Regions from separate parts of the Pan troglodytes genome. Here region 1 is linked to region 2. A link is a contact called in public Hi-C data. All regions are on one chromosome and are shown on one strand. The core of a region is the stretch at or near the end of the contact, and the rest is flanking DNA. Distances in the headings are between cores, read along the strand shown. Region 1 overlaps SIPA1L3 (signal induced proliferation associated 1 like 3). Region 2 holds the start of SIPA1L3 (signal induced proliferation associated 1 like 3).

Region 1 (6,289 bases), core at 251-2,750, 160 kb before region 2:
GTATTTTCAGTAGAGACGGGGTTTCACCATGTTAGGATGGTCTTGATCTCCTGACCTTGTGATCCGCCTGCCTCAGCTTCCCAAAGTGCTGGGGTTACAGGCGTGAGCCACTGTGCCCGGCCTTAACATTTTATTTTTTAAAAAATATTTTTAGGCTATGTGGTTCATCTGCAAGATCTTTTCTTTTCTGTTTTTTTTTTTTCTTTGAGACAGAGTGTTGCTCTGTCACCCAGGCTGGAGTACAGTGGCACAATCTTGGCTCACTGCAATCTCTGCTTCCCAGGATCAAGTGATTCTCCTGCCTCAGCCTCCTGAGTAGCTGGGATTACAGGTGCACACCACCATGCCTGGCCAATTTTTGTATTTTTAGTAGAGACAGGGTTTCACCATGTTGGCAAGGCTGGCTCAAACTCCTGGCCTCGAGGGATCCGCCAGCCTCGGCCTCCCAAAGTGCTGGGATTACAGGCGTGAACCACCGCACCCACCCCTGCAAGTTCTTTTCAAATAGTTGCAAATCTCTTTTTTTTTCTGAGACGGAGCATCACTCTGTCACCCAGGCTGGAGTGCAGTGGCGCCATCTCAGCTCACTGCAACCTCCGCCTCCCGGGTTCAAGCGATTCTCCTGCCTCAGCCTCCTGAGTAGCTAGGATTACAGGCATGTGCCACCACGCCCAGCTAATTTTGTATCTTTTGTAGAGACAGGGTTTCTCCATGTTGGGCAGGCTGGTCTTGAACTCCCAACCTCAAGTGATCTGCCCGCCTCGGCCTCCCAAAGTGCTAGGATTATAGGCGTGAGCCACCGCGCCCAGTAAATAGCTGCAAATTTCTAAAAAATTTTCCAATACATTTATTGAAAAAAATTCATGTATACATAACATAGATCCATGCAGTTCCAACCCATGTTGTTCAAGGGTAAAATGCACTTCCTAAGAACATTAACAATAAAAACCTCAATGAAGCCAGGCACAGTGGCTCATGCCTGTAATACCCGCACTTTGGGAGGCTGAGGCGGGAGGACTGTTTGAGCCCAGGAGTTTGACACCAGCCTGGGCATTACAGTGAAACCTCATCTCTACAAAAAATTTTAAAACTTAGCCAGGCGTGGTGGCGTATGCCTGTAGTTCCAGCTATTTGGGAGGCCAAGGCTGCAGTGGGCTGTGATTGTGCCACTGCACTCCAGCCCAACAGATAGAGCAAGACTCTATCTCAAAAATCAAACAACAACAACAACAAAACACCACATACACACACACACAATGAGGGTAAACAAAATAAGTATGTGTGGGTCACACTTCAGCAGGGGTTGCTGGTTTGCCAGAGAAAAGTGCAATTATTTTATCTATGGTGTTTATTGTCTCCACTCTAAACTGTCAGTTACAGAATGGCAAGACTGTTTGCTTGAGAGCCTGAACCCTGCCCCACAGTCCGCTGTGCTGGGCACCAGATCCCAGGTCAAGCTGGGATGATGGCCCGCCTGAGGGCGCTGCCTGTCCTCAGCAGCCCAGCCTGTGTTGTGGCTCTGCCTTCAGAGTGCAGAGTGCGGAGGGGGGATTAGTCCTTTGAGGCCACACTTAAGGCTGGGTTGGGAAAACCAGTGGCCCAGATGCGACCCTGACTTGCTTATGCAAGCACCTCCCGACAGATGGGCTTTGCTGATGGCATTTGTTTCCAGCTCAGTCAGAAACCCTCAATCCATTCTGCTCCCTTCTGTGCACACACACAGATGTTCTTGCAGGCCTTGGTCTCTCTGCACAAATCCCTTCTCCTAGCAGCTGCAGTCGAGTCTTCCTGTAACATTCAGAGGCTGAGTGGCACCCGCAGCCTCTGGGACTCAGAGGGTGCACACTGGTCTCTTTCCAGCTGTCTTCTACCGAGCTCCTCTTCCCTAAAAGCACTTGGACCTTCCCGATGGGGAACCCCCGTGATGAGAGAAGCACAGCATAGGCAGGAACCAGACTGCCTCCTGGGCTCAATCCTCGTGTGTCATGGACGGGTTATGGAAATAGTGACTCGGTTTCAATCTGTAAAATGGGTATAATACCACCTGCTCTTACTACAGTTCTGTTGTATATCTTTGGCAGAAGTGCTTCCCCTTTCCCCCCACAGAAGCACAGTTGGAGTGGGCGCAGGACGTGGGCTTGGTCGGCCCAGGGTCCTCTCCTAGGACTCCGTGCGAGGTTTCTAAGAGCATGTGAGGCTGGAAAGTGTCCTTGCTGGGGCAGGGACAGTGGACCTGGCTTCTCCTGTGCAGTGACTTTTGCTGGGGACCCCTGGTTTCTTCCCTCCAGGGCTTCCTTGGCTCCTCCCTGTTTTCTAAGATTGCCCCTCTGGCCTCGTGTTCATTCTGTACATCCTCTGAATTGTGATTCGGCCACAGACTGCCAAGCGTGGCTTCTGCCGCTGGCATCAGAGGACCCCGAGTGACACACGGTGCTGTGTGAAGGAGGGCAGCTGGGGAACTGTATATGGGGAAAACTAGGGCAGCCTGGGAGACAGCAGCAAAATGAGGAGTGAGTGGCAGTGGCAGACAGTCAGTTGGGATGCGTTTGGCTGCGAGTAATGGAAGACTATCCAACGGTGCTTTGCACAGTGAAGACATTTAGTCATCTCATGTCACCAGGAGGCCAGATATGGTGGCTCCAGGCCTGGTGGGAAAGCTGGAGAGTGATGTGAAGCATGTCCCCCCATTCCCTCTGCCTCCCTCCTGTGCTGCAAGTCTTCTGGCTTGCTGCGTCACGGTCACAAGCTGGTGGCCACAGCCACACTTCCCACTGAATCATGGGCAAAGGGGAAAGATAGGGATGGTGAGGGCACCGGTCTGACCCTAATCAGGAAGGAGAATCTTTCCCAGAATATTCCCCTTGCTGCAATCCTTTCTTTTATGTTCCACTGGCTAGAATGTGGATACACGGCCACTCCGGTTGCAAGGGAAGCTGGGAGAGCCAGAATCTGTAGCCATCCTGATTGCCTCTGGGCCAGTGGGGACTTATCAGGGTCTGTTAGAAGAGCAGGCAACCAATGATGTATCTGTGGGTGTAAATGCTCCCAGACTGCCCCTGCGACAAGCAAGCAAGCACCACGGCCTTGGTGTCTTGGCTCCAAAAGGCCCAACTCTGTGAGGGCTGCGATGTCTGCCAGAAGCTCACAGGACACAGCATAGGGAAACACAAGAGCCCTCCAATGTGGACAGTTGTGGTTTACTTTCCCTGTCGCCAGGACTCCTTTTTCCAACAGTCCAGACTTCCCTTTGGGAGCCTCCCCTCTCCAATGGCCACCCAATGGGCTAGAGGTGGGGCTCCTTCCCCAGCTCTGGAGCAACCCATGTGGCCTGATCAGAACCAGTGAGACCGTGATGTCTTTACCAGGAGTGCTGGAGCTGAAGGCTGCGCTTTTCCCTTTAACCCGAAGTCTGAGAAGATGTGAGGGATGGAGTCGCTGCAGCTGTCTCGTAACCATGGGAGAAGAACTATCTGTGAAGGGGACTGGGAGTTAGAATCTGGGGCTGTAGTCATCATTTGAGTCTCTGCATCAAGTTGGACACAAAGTCAGCCCTATTCCATTTCCCACCACTGGACATTTTAGTTATAAAACAAAACAACAATGAAAACATACACAAAAGCCAGTATCTACAACAGCAACTACCATGAATAGAATCCTTCTACGGCCCAGGTCCTTTCCTGAGCACTTCACACCTGTCAATTGCCATGTGTTAACCCTTTCAAAAACCCCATGAGGTGGGTATCATTATTACCTCCATTTTACAGATGAGGAAAGTGAGGAGCAGACAGAGGAAGTAACGTGCCCAAGGCCACATGGCTATGAGTTGACACAGTGGGGACTCAACCCCAGCCCCTTCTTACCTCAAGTCAGGCAGTCCTGAGTTCAAGCACCAGCCTTCCTTGCAATCACAGGCAGCGCCTGGACCTCTGCGATTCTCATTTAAACGTGTGTCACCAATGCGGAAAACATCTCCAGCTCCCACTGCTCTTCTGAGTTCCAAACTCACCTACCCACCTGATTACTTGACATCACCACTTACACATCTCACATGCACTGCAACTGAACATTCCCAACCTGAACTCTTGATCACTCCCCATCCACAAAATGTGTTCCTTCTTGGGACAGGGAGGATGAGCTAAGCTATGCTGCAGTAACAAATGACCCCAGATGCTCAGGGGCTTTCACAACTGAGGCTTGGTTCTTGCTCACATTGCCTGTCCATCACAGGCTGGCTGAGAGCCCTGCTCATGCCAACTTCACTCCCAGCAGACAAAGCAGCCCTTACCTGGGACCCTGCTGATCACAAAGGAAGGAGACAGGGTTGAACCACGCACTCCAGCCTGGTTGCACAGTGAGACCCTGTCTCTAAAAAAATTCTTTTCTAAATAAATATCGGATTGGGCACAGTGGCTCATGCCTGTAATCCCAGCACTTTGGGAGGCCGAGGTGGGCAAATCAACTGAGGTCAGAAGTTCGAGATCAGCCTGGCCAACAAGGTAAAACCCCGTGTCCACTAAAAATATGAAAAAATTAGCGAGGCATGGTGGTACATGCCTGTGGTCCCAGCTACTTGGGAGGCTGAGGCAACAGAATTGCTTGAACCTGGGAGAGGGAGGTGGCAGTGAGCCGAGATCACGCCACTGTACTCCCGCCTGGGCAATAAAGTGAGACTCTGTCACTAGATAGATAGGTAGGCAGGTAGGTAGGTAGGCAGGCAGATAGATAGATAGATAGATAGATAGATAGATAGATAGATAGATAGATAGATAAAACAACATAACTATTGAATGACTGGATGGATGACAACCTCACTCAGGACCAGGGAGCACTGGCTCAGTTGGGGTCTGTGACCCAAGGCAAGCAGGGCCTGCTTGGTGCCCGAGTGTGTCCTTCCCTGGGAAGCAGCACGCCCAAGAAGCTGAAAGCAATGCTTGGAGATAGCTTGTAGGGGTGGGATGGGCTGTCCTTTCACAGGCCTTTGATTAGAGGTGGAGGGACCCCCTGGGTGTTCAGGGCTGCCCTGATGTGCTCCAAGCATCTCTCTTTCAGGGAAACATGATCTAGTCACGGCCATGGAGGCTAAGTGGGCCTCAAGCACTCTGGAGGGCTCAGGGATGTGGCATCAAGTCCGAGGGTTCCTCTCTAAGGCCCAGGTGGAATGAGGACTCCTCCAGGCATGCATCCAGTGACTCAGCAGTTTCTGGGCACGTACAAGTCATTTGTTTATCCAGGAAGAACTAGTTAGTCCTTAAAATGCATCCATTCATCCATTCACTCACACAACAAACACCTACCATGTTCTTATAAATCCCTCAAAAAAGTTCTTCCAGCCAACAAAGCCCTAAAAACATATTCATTTATTCACCATTTCCCAGTCATATATAACTCATTCATTCATTCTACAAGCACCAAACACTCGAAATCCATTCATTTACTCAGTCTATTTCTACTACACGCCACTGCTGTGGATGCTAAAGAAAATCTCTGAGCAGGACAGACTGTGCCCCTGCTCTCATGAATGGACCTCCAGCAGAGAAACGCCAGAGAAATAAAATAGAATTTCCAAGGGTGGCCAGCATTGTAAAGGTCATAAAATGGCTGGGTGCAGTGGCTCATGTGTGTAATCACAGCACTATGGGAGGCTGAGGTGGGAGGATCGCTTGAGCCCAGGAGGTCAAGGCTGCAGTGAGCTGTGATCACGCCACTGCACTCCAGCCTGGGTGACAGAGCAAGACCCTGTCTCAAAAATAGATAGATAGATAGATAGATAGATAGATAGATAGATAAATAGATAGATAGGACTGAAGATCACTCTAGTTGGGAGGGGGTCAGGAAGACTCCTTGAAGGGTGGTATCTAAACCAGGATCTGCAAGAAGAGAGGGTACCTGCCGTGGATGAGCAGGGAAGCTGGGAACAGCCAGTATCCAAGGCCAGATGGGGATGCTCGGGGGACTGGTTCTTCCTTCCAGCATACAATAGAGGTATAGAGGAGCTTTATAAAAATATAGGTGTCTGGGCCAGGCATGGTAGCTCGTGCCTGTAATCCCAGCACTTTGGGAGGCCAAGGCAGGCGGATCACTTGAGGTCAGGAGTTCAAGACCAGCCTGGCCAACATGGTAAAACCCCATCTCTAATAAAAATACAAAAAAAAAAAAAAATTAACCAGGTATAGTGGCGCGTGCCTGTAGTCCCAGCTACTTGGGAGGCTGAGGCAGGAGAATCGCTTGACCCAGGAGGTGGAGGTTGCAGTAAGCTGAGATCAAACCACTGCACTCCAGCCTGGGAGAC
Region 2 (6,412 bases), core at 872-3,371:
TGCAGGGGACTCAGTGGCTTTGGGACACAAAGGCAAAAGCTGGCAGCACCGGGACAACAATTAAAGCACTGGAGTGAACATACTGGCTCTATGGGGAGGGGTGTGTGAGCAGGGGACTGCTGATGGCAGGTCAGACCCATTTCTTCTTAGGCCTTTCTACTATAGTGTGTTCCATAATTTAATCTTTGGTAAGTAAAATTTGGGAGGGAGGGGGAAGATAAAAAAACACTAACTTTGTGCCCACTCTGCCATGTAGGTACAAACAGAAGCAAAAAGGGGCTATTAAAAAAAAAAACAGCAAGATACATTTTATCATTTAATAAGCACTTACTGTGTGCCGGGCCTTGTGCAAAGCACTAAACATGAATTATCTCCTGGAACCATCCAAACAATCCTGGCACAAAAGTCCTATGACTACCATTCCACAGATGGGACACTGAGGATGGGAGCAAATGTGTGGGGGAGCTCAGGGCTGTCATGTCACAGCCCACAGTCAGGCAGTCTCTGGGCCAGATGGAGAATATTGAAGAACAATTATAATACATAAGAGCTGCTACTTAGTGAGAGATGGCGCTGGACTAGAAATACAATCTCAGCAAATCCTTACAACCCTTTGAGAGTGATCTTGTTATTATCCCATTTTGTAAATGAGGAACCGGAGGTAGTAGGAAGGGAAGTCAACTGGACCAGTTCTGAATCTGGCCCTCGGGGGTGACCAATACTACGGCCAGAGCCCCACCCTCAGAGGGTCTCTGGGCCACTAGGAAAACGCTGAATAAATGGTACCATTTACTGAGCGTTATATGCCAGCTGCTGAGCTAAGCACTTTACACATGGTATTCTCACTGCATCCTGAAAACAACTCGACGAAGTGGTTGCTATTTAAATCCCCATTTTATAGATAGGGAAACCAAGGCACAGAGAGGTGAAGCCAGTTGCCCAAAGTCACACAACTGGTAAATGTTCAAATTTGAACCTGGGGTCTCTCTGCCTTCCAAACCAACGCTCTTAACAAAATAATCTCGGTTAACAGCAGCTAGCCTGCATTGGGTGCTAACTAAGGACTCACCTCTTTACATGCACACGCTCAACTAATCCTCACCCTATGCAATCGATAACATCTTCACCTCATTTTTCGGAGAGCTAACAATAACCCAAATACGTAGTAAGTGCCTCCTATGTGCCAAATGTTTTATTATATTATCTCAACAGAGTCTCCGCCAAGATGCTCTCCTACTCCGTTTTACTGCAGGGGAAATTGAGGTTCGGCGCGGTTTCCCCAGATCGCGGCTCCCGAGTGGCACAGCCGGGACGCGAATCCACCGCTCCCCGCCTCCAAGCTCTTCACCACAGCGCCGGGGTGCACGCCTGGAAAGTTGAGCCATGCGGGCACGAGTCCGGCTGGGTCCGGAGGGCGCGAGTCCCGGCGCCGCCGCCCCCCACGGCCAGTACCCACACCCGGCCGTCCGCCCGCGCTGACCCTCGGGGTCCGGGCAGCCACCGATTCCCCGCCACCCTTGCGCGAGGCCGATCCTGCACCCGGAGCCACGTACCTGGACGCCCCGGCTGCCCGCCTCGCGGGCCCCACGATCGCGGCGTCCAGCTCCGCGCCGCTCGCTGGAGACGCCGCCAGCTCCGGTGGCCCGAGTGACTTCCAGGCTGCCCACTTCCAAGCCGCTTCGCGCGAGTCCTCCTGGGAACTGTAGTTTCGCCCTAGCCGGCCGCGAACTCAAAAGAGAATAGCGCGCGGGGGCTGCCGGGAGCCGTAGGCGCACCGCCGCGCTGCCTCCTAGGAACGGTAGTCCGCTGGTCGCCTTCGTGCAGCTCCAGTCTCTAGAGCACTTCCGCAGCCCCGAGGGGCGTGAGGGAGGGAGGTGTGTCTCCTGCAGACTACAGCTCGAGAGCCGCGCTCTTCGCCCCGCCGGGGCGGTTTCTCCTTTCTTCTGGCCCCGTCTACCTCCTCCCTTCATTCGGCGGAACCTCTCCCTCACTCTCTGCCAGGCTCGAGTCACTCACCCCTAGGACGCTAGCCCGGGGGAAACGGGGGAAGCGGAGCAGTGCGCTAGACCCCCAGCGGAGGGGGCGGTGGAAGAGGGCGTAGATGCACGCCCGCGCACGCGCGGTCGTCGGCAGACCCCGGCCTAAATTGCCGCGGGCCCCCGCGGAGAGGATTTTTTTTTTTCTTTCGAGAGCGCGCGCCCATGCGCACGCGCGTTCAGACCCCTGGCCTCGGGAAGTCCGCCGGCTGCGGGGTTGGGGGCCAACCGTTCTGTGGGCGGAGTCCTCTCGCAGCATCCGCCAGGTAGCTTCTTAGTTGCTGCCCCTAGCTCTAGGAGCTCCTGAGTGCACACGCCGTACCCGTCCCTTGTCGGGAATCCTGTCGCAGGTAACAGGCGCAGCCGATGCTTTGAGATAGAGACGCCCTGCCTTCCCTGCCACGTGCAGGAGGCCCGAGGGTGAGGGGCCCCAGGTGTAGTCGCCTCTCCCCGGCGTAGGCGGCTCCAGAGCTCTGCCTTCGACGGGAGCCACAAGACCCGGGGGCTGCCTAGGGGCCTTGTTATCTTGCATTCTTTTGTTGATCGCACATTCCTGAGGGTAACTAGTGTTTGTAGAGTACCTACACCTTGGGAAATTTTGTCCAAATTTAATCCACCTGGTGACATAACCAAGCAGCGGAATACCCCGCAACACACACTCCTTTTTTAATGTATATTGCCACTCCTCCATAAGAGTTACCGAGGGAATTGACTGGAATTGCAAGGTCCTCTGGTGGAGAAGCCGGAGTCAATACCCTTTCCGCCTCAGCCTGCCTTCTAGGAAGATGTTCACTAGCACTTGAAGCTGGGAAGCATATGTTTCTTCCTGGGAGACCACATTTTTCCACTCATTCAACAAAAATGGATTAACCACCTATTCCATGTCAGGTTGGGTGATTATGGAGACACAAGAGAAATCCAGACAGACTGGAGTCCTACCTTCAGGGAGTTTTCAGTCCAGTAGGGATATCAGGCCACCACCAGACTACAACAATGTAGAGCAATACTAGCTAAGAGAAATACACCCTGCACTTTGAGCCACCGAGGCAGGAGGATCACTTAAGGCCAGGAGTTGGAGACTGGCCGGGTAACATAGCAAGACCCTATCTCTACTAAAACTAAAAAACTAGCTAGGCGTGGTGGCATGTGGCCATAGTCCCAGCTATTCAAGAGGCTGAGTATCGCTTAAGCCCAGGAGTTTGAGACTGCAGTGAACCATGATAGCATCACTGCCCTCCAGCTTGGGCGACAAAGCAGAACCCTGTCTCTTTAAAAAAAAAAAAAATTATATATGTGTGTGTTTTTATGTGTAATGCAAGCCACATATGCAATTTTAATTTTGACATAAACAGGTAAAATTCATTTTATTTATCATTATTATTTACTTACTTTTTTTTTCTTGCTATGTTGCCCAGGCTGGTATTGAACTCCTGGCCTCAAGACATGTTCCTACCTCAGCCTCGCAAAGTGCTGGGATTATAGGCGTGAGCCATCTCACCCAGCTATGAAATTAATTTTAATATTTTATTTAACCCAAATATATCCAAAATATTATTCCAAGTTAGGTTAATGGAAAAATGTTTTCATTGCTTCAGTTCTACATTTTTTTTTTTTTTTGGAGATGGAGTCCCACTCTGTCGCCAGGCTGGAGTGCAGTGGCGCCACCTCGGCTCCCTGCAACCTCTGACTCCCTGGTTCAAGTGATTCTCCTACCTCAGCCTCCCAAGTAGCTGGGATTACAGGCAGGCGCCATCACACCCAGCTAATTTTTGTATTTTTAGTACAGACTGGGTTTCACCATGTTAGCCAGGATGGTCTCGATCTCCTGACGTGATCTGCCAGCCTCGGCCTCCCAAAGTGCTGGGATTACAGGCGTGAGCCACCATGCCTGGCCTCAGTTCTACAATTTAAGTTAATTAAAATCAAATAAAATTAAAATGTTATGAGGCACTAACAAAGATACTCATTTGCGGCATTAGCTGCAGTAGCAAAAGGTTGGAAACTACCGAATGTCCATTAATAGAAATTTGGATAAATAAATGATAGTTCAGCCACACGGTGGAATACCCTGCAGCTAGTAACTGTTGGGAAATGAGTTACATGTATTAATATGAATTAATCTTAAAGGTGTATTAAGAGAAAAGTGAATAACAGTGTATATAGTATACTATCACTTGCATAAGAAAAATATTTTTGGCCGGGCACAGTGGCTCACGCCTGTAATCCCAGCACTTTGGGAGGGAAAGGCGGGTGGATCATGAGATCAGGAGACCATTTTGGCTAACATGGTGAAACCCCATCTCTACTAAAAAATAGAAAAAATTAGCTGGGCATGGTGGCAGGCACCTGTAGTCCCAGCTACTCGGGAGGCTGAGGCAGGAGAATGGCGTGAACCTGGGAGGCGGAGCGTGCAGTGAGCTAAGATGGCGCCACTGCATTCCAGCCTGGGCAACAGAGCAAGACTCCGTCTCAAAAAAATAAAAAAAGAAAAATATTTATATGTATATGCTTGTGTATGTACAGAACACCTTTAGAAACACACAAGAAGGGCCAGGCGCAGTGGCTCACGCCTGTAATCCCAGCACTTTGGGAGGTGGGCGGATCACTTGAGGTCAGGAGTTTGAGACCAGCCTGGCCAAAATGGCGAAACCACATCTCTGCTAAAAATACAAAAAATTCACTGGGTGTGGTGGCGCACGCCTGTAATCCCAGCTACTAGGGAGGCTGAGGCTCAAGAATCACTTGAACTCAGGAGGCAGAAGTTGCAGTGAGCCAAGATCGCGCCACTGCACTCCAGCCTGGGCGACAGACAGAGACTCCATCTCAAAAAAAAAAAAAAAAAAAAAAAAAAGCACACACACACACAAAAGAAAGACACAACCAGAGTTACTTCTGGGAAGGGGAAACAGAAGGACAGCTGGTCAGGTGTGAAAAGGTGACTTTTTTTCCCTTACCTGCTCCTTAGTACATTTTCCATATTTTACCATGTCCGTTTTTAAAAGTTGTTTAATGGCCAGGCGCAGTGGCTCATGCCTGTAATCCCACCACTTTGGGAGGCCGAGGCGGGTGGATCACGAGGTCACGAGATTGAGACCATCCCGGCTAACATGGTGAAACCCCGTCTCTATTAAAAATACAAAAAATTAGCCAGGCATGGTGGCGGGCGCCTGTAGCTACTCGGGAGGCTGAGGCAGGAAAATGGCGTGAACCTGGGAGGCGGAGCTTGTAGTGAGCGGAGATGGCGCCACTGCACTCTAGCCTGGGCGACAGAGTGAGACTCCGACTCAAAACAAAACAAAACAAAAAACAAAAAAAGTTGTTTAATTACAGGGAGGATAATAGCTAAGTCGTTAGAATAATTGTAAGAATTAAACCAAATTGGTTGGGTGCGGTGGCTGACACCTGTAGTAATCCCAACACTTTGGGAGGCTGAGGCAAGTGGATTCTTTGAGGCTAGGAGTTTGAGACCAGCCTGGGCAACATGGTGAAACCCCATCTCTACAAAAAGTACAAAAATTAGCCAGGTGTGGTAGCACTAGCCTGTAGTCCCAACTACTCAGGAGGCTAAGGCAGGAGGATCACTGGAGCCGGAGTGGTTGAGGCTGCAGTGAGCCATGATCGTGCCACTGCACTCCAGCCTGGGTGAGAGTGAGGCCCTGTCTCAAAATAAATAAATAAGAATTAAAAGATATGTAAAACGCCTGGTTACTACTTTACAACCTAATTAATCCTGGATACTGTCGTTACTTCTCAGGGATCCAGGGTAACTCTTCCATCCAACAGAAACTAGCCCACCCTGTTAATGTATGTTTGTCAGCCTGGAAAACTATTTCTTCCCATTAAGAAAGTTAAATGCATTCCACCCCCAGCCCTAGCTATGCAGCCACCTGAAGGCCAGAGTAGCACTCCCAGGCCCTGGGGACAAACTTGGGCTCCTTATCAGTAATGTCATTCAAAGAACCAAGTAAGCCTAGGTTTGCCCCTCTGACTTTACAGTCAACTAATTAGGCCCTTCTGATATCAGCTGGACTTTCTGCACCCCTGTGCCCAAATGTGAGACCACCTGCAAGGTTATATAATCCATGCAGGGCCCTGTCTCACAGTGTGGCGCACTCATCACCTTCCTTTTGGGTGGCCAGGTCTCCTCATTATATGTACTCAAAGCACTTCATACTTTTCCTTCTTAAAACTGAATTTAATTTGCAATTTAGTTTGAGGAAATTAAAAGTTGCAGAAAAGTTCTAAAGGATAATATAACCCATCACCTAGAATTTCCCACTGTAATCCATTTTATATCTCTTCTTTGATGACTGTAAGCTCTAGGGAGCAAGAAACCTGCCTGGATCCCCTCACACTCACCTGTAACAGAGCACATT

The links. A called contact is a pair of places that touch in the nucleus more often than the background predicts.
Region 1: a contact with region 2 is called in a Hi-C map of induced pluripotent stem cells, with 2.5 times the contacts expected there. The contact joins the enhancer-like site here to the promoter of SIPA1L3 in region 2. A contact is called at or near these places in 1 of 7 Hi-C or Micro-C datasets (induced pluripotent stem cells), 1 of 1 datasets of contacts at active chromatin or transcription factors (stem cell-derived excitatory neurons) and 1 of 1 other capture datasets (stem cell-derived neural stem cells).

The regions. Positions count from the first base shown.
Region 1 is chr20:41,193,277-41,199,565 of NHGRI_mPanTro3-v2.0_pri, reverse strand. All of the region lies in intron 2 of SIPA1L3 (signal induced proliferation associated 1 like 3), which reads right to left. Among named protein-coding and RNA genes, the nearest start is that of DPF1, 160 kb to the left of the region's middle. Within about 2 kb of position 1,500, at least 7 of the 24 cell types and tissues checked have an H3K27ac peak or open chromatin away from gene starts, as enhancers often do. A contact at or near this core is called in induced pluripotent stem cells, stem cell-derived excitatory neurons and stem cell-derived neural stem cells, where this site is marked.
Region 2 is chr20:41,034,302-41,040,713 of NHGRI_mPanTro3-v2.0_pri, reverse strand. It overlaps SIPA1L3 (signal induced proliferation associated 1 like 3), which reads right to left and starts at 2,121. Exons shown (of 22, transcript XM_024351291.3): 1 at 1,554-2,121. WDR87 (WD repeat domain 87) reads left to right here and starts at 2,212. Exons shown (of 6, transcript XM_054673401.2): 1 at 2,212-2,386.